Linked DNA regions of Oryctolagus cuniculus: region 2 is linked to region 1. Evidence: chromatin contacts called from public Hi-C data. All regions are on one chromosome and are shown on one strand. Each heading gives the region's core, a stretch centred on a gene start, on an enhancer-like site or on the middle of the called end of the contact. The rest is flanking DNA. Distances are from core to core; before and after follow the strand shown.

What was found. Hi-C and Micro-C count contacts between places; a contact is called where the count stands out from the background.
Region 2: a Hi-C map of skin fibroblasts shows a contact between it and region 1, with 8 times the contacts expected there. The contact joins the promoter of SOX2 here to the enhancer-like site in region 1. A contact is called at or near these places in 4 of 6 Hi-C or Micro-C datasets (ear pinna, embryonic fibroblasts, skin fibroblasts and 1 more).

Annotation. Positions count from the first base shown.
Region 1 is chr4:96,897,151-96,900,990 of mOryCun1.1, forward strand. No RefSeq gene overlaps it. Among named protein-coding and RNA genes, the nearest start is that of ATP11B, 79 kb to the left of the region's middle. Within about 2 kb of position 1,366, at least 2 of the 8 cell types and tissues checked have an H3K27ac peak or open chromatin away from gene starts, as enhancers often do.
Region 2 is chr4:97,881,125-97,884,815 of mOryCun1.1, forward strand. SOX2 (SRY-box transcription factor 2) reads right to left here and starts at 2,149. Exons shown (of 1, transcript XM_008266557.4): 1 at 1-2,149. The coding sequence starts at 1,999. The coding sequence ends at 1,013.

The sequences.
Region 1 (3,840 bases), core at 116-2,615:
TCTGGAAAACTAGGCTAGAGGGTACCATTGTGTAGGGAGAGTTTTTGCTACCATGTATCACATAAATAAAGTTTGAGTTACTTTTCCGCAGTGTAAAGAGGCTACGGCGAAAGCACTGTTTTGACTTTGGAAATGAAGTCCAGCCACAATGCCAGTGGCTAGCGCTGTTATGGATCACTAATACAGGGTCCAGCTCTTTGGAAGCAGAGTAATTAGCTCACCTCTGCCCCTTACTTTCTGCATCTCATCACTCTTTTCTTTCTGACCCCAGACTTGGCCTCAAGCAAATTCTGTAGCAGCCACCGCCAATCGCTGATAGCCAGCCCATGAATCAACACATATTTGAGCTCCTTGACAGTTGTTTCTACCTGCACCTAAAGGTCAGAATGAGGACTAACACAGCTATGTGTTTTGCAAAAAGAATGTTCTCCCCTTTTATCTTCAGCTGGAAAGCTATAGGAGGAGACAAAAGGATTTATTCAGTTTTTAACAAATATTTAAGTTTCATGGAAGAAAAGGAGATTGAACTCACAGGTGTTAATGGAAAAGTGACATCCGACCTCCTAGTGGGCAGAGGTAAACTCAGGAACAAGATAGCTCCCCCCAAACACACACGTGCTAGGAAAGAGCGCTGCAATGGCCACCTTCGGCCACAGAGGGGCGCTCCAAGCCTACCACTGACTACCTCCACCACGCTGATTTTAGCGATCAGTTCTAGAACCGGAGCTTCCAATCTTTTCTCGGTGCCTACGGACTTTAAAGTTTCTAGAATTAAAAGTACGCATTCAGGGCTCGGTGTGAGGCAAAGCCTTTTTGATATCCAACCCTACGGCGTGCCAGCACTGTATTCTAAATGAATTCATATTTTAAAAAAGTAATAGAAATGCGTTCAATTTGAAAACAAATTTCTTCGTCTGGAGCTCTGCTGTTCAAACGATGGAATTATATGGGGTCAAGGTAGTTCTCATTTAAAGCTGAAGTGTGGCTTATCAGAGGCTACCGCTTTCATCATAGAAATTAAAATGAGACCTCGGGCAAACAGAATTTTAGGTAAATGGAGCTGTGTTTCAACGTATTTTCAATATCTTTAGCCCTGCATCTGGAGCCGAAATCTTCCTCCATATTCAAAGGCCCCATTGCACTTCCAAATCCGCAGGGATGGGGGGGTGGGACCACGATGCGTACTTGATGCCAGGGTCGCCCTGATCATTCGTGTTTTAAATGCCAAAACGAAACCATCACAGGGGCGACCCTTCCCTTTCCCAGCAAAGCAAAAAAAAAAAAAAAAAAAAAAAGGCGTTGAAGGCCCGAGGGCTGGAAGGCGGGCCTCCGTGCCGCCCTGCGCTGACCCGGCTCAGCCTGGCCCGGGCGCGGAGCCCGCACGTCTGCGCCCGGCTGGCGAGGGGCGCGCGGGCCGCTCTCCGCTCTCCGCCGCGCGCCGGGGCGAACGGAAGGGGCTAATTGGTTTGCCACGGAGCAGCGGGTTGAAAAGGCAGCGTTCAAAGCCCTGGGGAGCGGCAGCCCAGATTGTGGGCCCGGCCGAGCCGCGGGCTCCGAGGGTCCCCGGGGCGAGAGGGGAAGGGGCGGCCGGCCGGGCCGCGCGCGGGCAGATGGAGCCCGGGCCCCCGCGGCCGGCGCGCGGGGGGCGGCCGCAGCGGCGTCTTCCCCGTCGGTCGGTTCCCGAGAGCTGGAGGAGGAAGCGCTCGGCCTTTCATGTCCAGCGGCGGGTTTCTGCGGTTTCGCACTCCCGGCGGGCGCTGGTGCGACGCGGGGGTTGTGCCGCGTTTGAAGTTCCCCATGTATTATTAAAGAGAAGCGGCACTGATAAGTTCTGAGGACTCAGGGAGCGAAGTCAATATTTACTAAACAAGAACGCGCAGCCATCAAGGAACGGCTCGAACCGGGTTTCTGGATCCCGGCGCGGCCCCCAGGGGAGGTGCGCGCTTCCCTTCGGTCGGTCGGCGCGCGGCCCCGCGGCCCTTCCGCGCCCGGCCGGGGATACCCGGGCCGGGGTGGAACCCGGTGCTCTGGGGCTTAACTCCCTTGAGTCCGTGTTTATCTTAGAAGGACGGGAGTGACTCTAGAGACCAAACTTTGGGTCTTTCTTTTACAAAGAAGCAAGAAAGTAGCATTTTATCGCTGTAGTTTGAGGATGGGTTTGTGTTGCTGCCAACATTTTCTTAGCCCTAGGCTGCTCCCAAATGTACCCGAATTGTGAGCCTTTGGAAGAACGTGCTTATTCATATTTCAAAACATCGTGTTTTACACCATAGCTGTACAACGTGTACATTTGTCAATGAGAAAAGAGACAAAAATATATTTAGAGTTTATTTGGCAATGGATGGGCATGATGGTGTCATTCATCAAAAGCGTTCACGTTAGCTATTTTTTTTGGAAATACAGTGCCAGAGCTCCTGTGTGCTGCTATGTTCCCCCAAATGCTAGCAACAGCCAGGGCTGGGCCTGTGAAGCCGGAGGGAACTCAATCCAGGTAGGCTCGCAGGGAAGGACTTGAGCCATGGGCTCTGCCTCCCAGCAGGAAGCTGAAGTGTGGAGGCAGAGTGAGGAACTCACCCCAGGGACTCTGCTGTGGATATCTCAACCACTAGGCTAACGGCCAGTTCCCCTTCGGTTATTTTATTTTCAAAAGCTTTTATTTATTTTCATCTTATTTTGAAAGTCAGAGAGACAGACAAGGACAGATCTGTGGGCTAGCTTACTCTCCAAATGCCTCCAGCAGCCAGCACTGGGCCAGGCCAAAGCCAGGAGCCAGGAACTCAATCGGGATCTCCCATGTCGGCAGCAGGGACCCAGGCACTTGAGCGATCATCTAGTGCCTTCCAGGATGCGGGGTACCAGGAAGCTGGATCTGCAGCTGAGCAGCCGGGACTTGAAGTAAAGCAAAGTAAACCAGAAGATCAACTCAGCTTGACTAAGCTTCCATATGATAGAAATACGGCTTGATGTAAAGACCTTAAAAATACTCATTTATTTGAAAGGCAGAGAGGGAGAGACAGAGAACTAGAGAGAGAGCTCCTGTCCACAGAGTCGCTCGCCAAATGGCTGCTACAGCTGTGCCGAGCCCTGCTGAAACCAGGAGCCTGGACCTCCCTCCAGGCTCCCACGCGGGTGGAAGGGGCCTAAGCACTTGGGCCATCTTCTGCTTCCCCAGGCACATTAGGAAGGAGTTGGATGCGGGAGATGGGGATGGAGTTCCTGGTTCCTGGCTTTGGCCTGACCCAGCCCTGGGTGTTGTAGCCATTGAGGGATAAATCAGTGGATGAAAAACCTTTCTTTTCTGTCTCTCTCCCTTTCTCTCTGTCACTCTGCCTTTCAAGTAAACAAATAAAAAAAAAAAAAACAGAATTGCATTTAATACACATACCCAAATGAACACTGTAGCCTAGCCTGGGCTACCTTAGAGGTGGTCAGAACATTGACAGTAGCCCACAAGTTGGTCAAAATCATGTAACAAAGTCCATTTTCTAATAAAGTGTGGAATCTCTCATGTAATTTACTGAATGCTCTATTGGAAGGGAAAAACAGAATGGTTGTCTGGGTGTGTTTTCCACCATTATAGTCAAATCCTAGCTCAAGGACCGTCTGTGTTTGCTACAATAGCATTTGAGACTTCCTGAGAATGCATATTGTATTAGTCTGCCAGGACCGCCATAACAAAAAGTCAAAGACTGGGTGGTTTGACCAGCAGAATCTGATTTCTCCCGGTTTGGGGGCTGCAAGTCCAGGTCAAGGTGTTGGTTTCTTCTGGGTCCCCGTGGCGGCCTGTCCAGCTTCTCCTTCTCCCTGCATCCTTAGATGGCCTTTTCTCTGTCTGGGCCC
Region 2 (3,691 bases), core at 899-3,398, 980 kb after region 1:
GGGAGGGGAGAGGGAGGGAAACCTTAAAATATCACAATAAATTTACAGAAATATTACAAACCATAAGAAAATATTTCAAACACAGTAATATCATGTCATTTTTTTATCTGAACAAAATGGAAAGTTGGGATTGAACAAAAGCTATTATAAATTACCCACGATGTCGACCTGCATGGCCATTTTTGCTTTTAACAGTAAGTTAAAAAAAAATTTAGTACAATGTAAAACTCTTGCCCCCCCCCCTTTTTGAAACAAGACCACGGAGATAGTTTTGCCAGTACTTATTCTAATTTTTTTCCTTTTGTACAATTTTTAAACAATTAAAATGTCCAAATCTTATTAATTTTCTTCTTTCCACGTTTGCAACTGTCCTAATCTCAGCTGCAGAAACAAAATTCAGCAAGAAGCCGCTCCTTGAAAATTATTGGCAAATTCTCAGCTTATAAACAATGGACATTTTGATTGCCATGTTTATCTCGATAAATACTGTACAAAAGTTGCTTGCAAATATTAAAACTTTTTTTTTCGTCGCTTGGAGACTAGCTCTAAATATTATTGGTAAAGACTTTTGCAAACTTCCTGCAAAGCTCCTACCGTACCACTAGAACTTTTAAAAAGTTTTTTTGTAGCTTTCTTTTCCTCCAGATCTATACAAGGTCCCTTCCCCCGCCCTCCCCACCCCTCCTCCCCCCTCCCACGGTTTTCTCTGTACAAAAATAGTCCCCCAAAAAGAAGTCCAGGATCTCTCATAAAAGTTTTCTCGTCGGCATCGCGGATTTGGCGTGAGTGTGGATGGGATTGGTGGTCTCTCCCCTGCAGCTGTCATTTGCTGTGGGTGATAAAAGATTTTTCTTTTCTTTTCTTTTTTCCTTTCTGTCCTTCTTCTTTTCTTTTTTAGCGTACCGGGTATTTTTCGCCATGCTGTTCTCACTCTCCTTGTGCACCTCTCCCCATTTCCCTTGTCTCTGCGACACCCACTTCCCCCCTCCTGCAGTCCGCCGTCCGGCCCCCCTCACATGTGCGAGAGGGGCAGTGTGCCGTTAATGGCCGTGCCAGGCACCGGGCCGCTCTGGTAGTGCTGGGACATGTGGAGTCTGCTGGGGGCGGCGGGCTCGGGCACTTCGGCGCCGGGGAGGTACATGCTGATCATGTCCCGGAGGTCCCCGGCCTGGCAGGGCGCCCTGGAGTGGGAGGAAGAGGTAACCACGGGGGGGCTGGAGCTGGCCTCGGACTTGACCACCGAGCCCATGGAGCCGAGCGCCATGCCGGGGGTGCCCTGCTGCGAGTAGGACATGCTGTAGGTGGGAGAGCCGTTCATGTAGGTCTGCGAGCTGCTCATGGAGTTGTACTGCAGCGCGCTCACGTCGTAGCGGTGCATGGGCTGCATCTGCGCGGCGCCGTGCGCGTTGAGGCCCGGGTGCTGCGGGTAGCCCAGCTGGTCCTGCATCATGCTGTAGCTGCCGTTGCTCCAGCCGTTCATGTGCGCGTAGCTGTCCATGCGCTGGTTCACGCCCGCGCCCAGGCCGGCGCCCACCCCGACCCCGCTCGCCATGCTGTTGCCGCCGGGGGCCAGCAGCCCGCCGGGCAGCGTGTACTTATCCTTCTTCATGAGCGTCTTGGTTTTCCGCCGGGGCCGGTATTTATAATCCGGGTGCTCCTTCATGTGCAGCGCTCGCAGCCGCTTGGCCTCGTCGATGAACGGCCGCTTCTCCGTCTCCGACAAAAGTTTCCACTCGGCGCCCAGACGCTTGCTGATCTCCGAGTTGTGCATCTTGGGGTTCTCCTGGGCCATCTTGCGCCGCTGCCCGCGGGACCACACCATGAAGGCGTTCATGGGCCGCTTGACGCGGTCCGGGCTGTTCTTCTGGTTGCCGCCCGCCGCCGCCGCCGCGCCGTTGCCGCCGCCGCCACCGCCACCGCCGCCGCCGCCGCCGCCGCCGCCCCCCGAAGTCTGCTGCGGGCCCGGCGGCTTCAGCTCGGTCTCCATCATGTTGTACATGCGGGCGCTGTGCGCGGGCCCGGCCCGCCGGCGGCCGCCGACCCTCGGCGCGGCTGGGACTCGGGGGCCCGCGGGCGGGGGCGAGAGGAGGAGGGGAGGCGGGCGGGGGTGCCGCGAGCGCGGAGACCGGACGGAGAGCAATTCGGGGGAAGAGAAGGGAGAGAGAGGGAGAGAGGGAGAGGGAGAGAGGGAGAGAGGGAGGCGAACTGGAATCGGGATCAAAAAAGCAGCGCTTCCCTCCGCCTCCGGCCGATGCCGCCGCCGCCGCCGCCGATTGTTATTATTATTATTATTATTTTTTGGAAAGGCTTAAGTCTGGGGCTCAAACTTCTCTGCCTTTTCTTTTCGCTCTCCTCTTCTTTCTCTCGGTCCCGGTCTTAAAGAGGCAGCAAACTACTTTCCCCCTTTTGCAAACACTCTCTTCTCTGCCTTGACAACTCCTGATACTTTTTTGAACAAGTTAATAGACAACCGTCCATGTGACGGGGGCTGTCAGGGAATAAATGGGTTTCTCGCGACCAATCAGCGCGCGGCGGCTCCTCCACTCGGGCCCGGCCTCGCCGCCGGCTTTTGCATGAAAGGGGGCGGGGCCTGCGGCGCCGGCGGCCGCGCGGGGGAGCGGGCGGGCGCGGGGGCGGGCGCGGCGCGCGCGCGCGCGGCGGGCGGGGGACGCGGCTCCCCGCGCTGGGCCGCCGGCCGCCGCGGAACCTTTGTATGCCCGCTCGCAGCAACAGGTCACGCCACACGCCGGTTCGAAGCCAGTGGGGGAAAAGGCGCGGAGACGGCGTGGGGGGTGCACACCGGCCACCCCCCCACACCCCGACACCCGCTTCCTTCTTCTTTTAAACTGATTGACTTTTAGGTGCGGGCGCAGGAACGTGGAGGGGGCGCGGCCCTGTCCCCCTACCCCCCAGCCCTCCCCCTCCCCGCCGCGGCTGCCACTTCTCCCCCCACCCCCCGGCCTCTCTGGCCTGCACAGGTGCCAGCACCCACCCCTCTGGAAGGTCCCAGCTGGAAGTTAGGAGACCTCCCCTCCCGGAAGCCCCGGCCCTCGAACCCTCAAACCAGCCCTGTTCTTGAGCTCCAGCCGCGCGGAGCGGAGGCCAGGCAGCCCCCGGCTCCCAGCGCAGGCCGCTCGGTGCCAAGGAGATGCGCCCCAGCACCCCCCCAAGGGCGGATTTCACTGGTGCCAGCTTCCCCCGGCGGGGCGCGGAGGGCGGGCGCGCGCGAGGGTGGCGGCCACTTCCTGGCCTCCCCCGGCCCTGCTCGGAGGTGGCCTCCGGGCCACGCTCGCGGACTCCCGCCCACGCGGAGTTCCCAGGGCTCGGGGCCCGGGCCGCGCTGGCATCTCCCCCGCCGGCTGCCCTGGGCGGTGGCCGCGCCGCCGAGGGGGGCGCAGGTGCGGGCGGCCGGATGGCGGGGGGGCGGGGGCTCCGGAACCCTGCCCGCCCGGGACCCGAGAGGGTAATTTTAGCCGCTCTGCCATTGTCCCGACGTAAAGATTTCAATAGGTAGGCGCTCAAAGCGGAGAGCCGTGGCAGCACGTCCGTTACAAATAGGTAGTTTTGTTTCTCTTGTTGTCGCTACACGGGGTCGAACAAAGCCCCCGTCTAAGTTTCCTTCCACTCTCTTGTTGGGATCTTTGTGGCTAAAACGCACTTGACGACAAAGGAGGGGTAGAGAAGAAGTAGG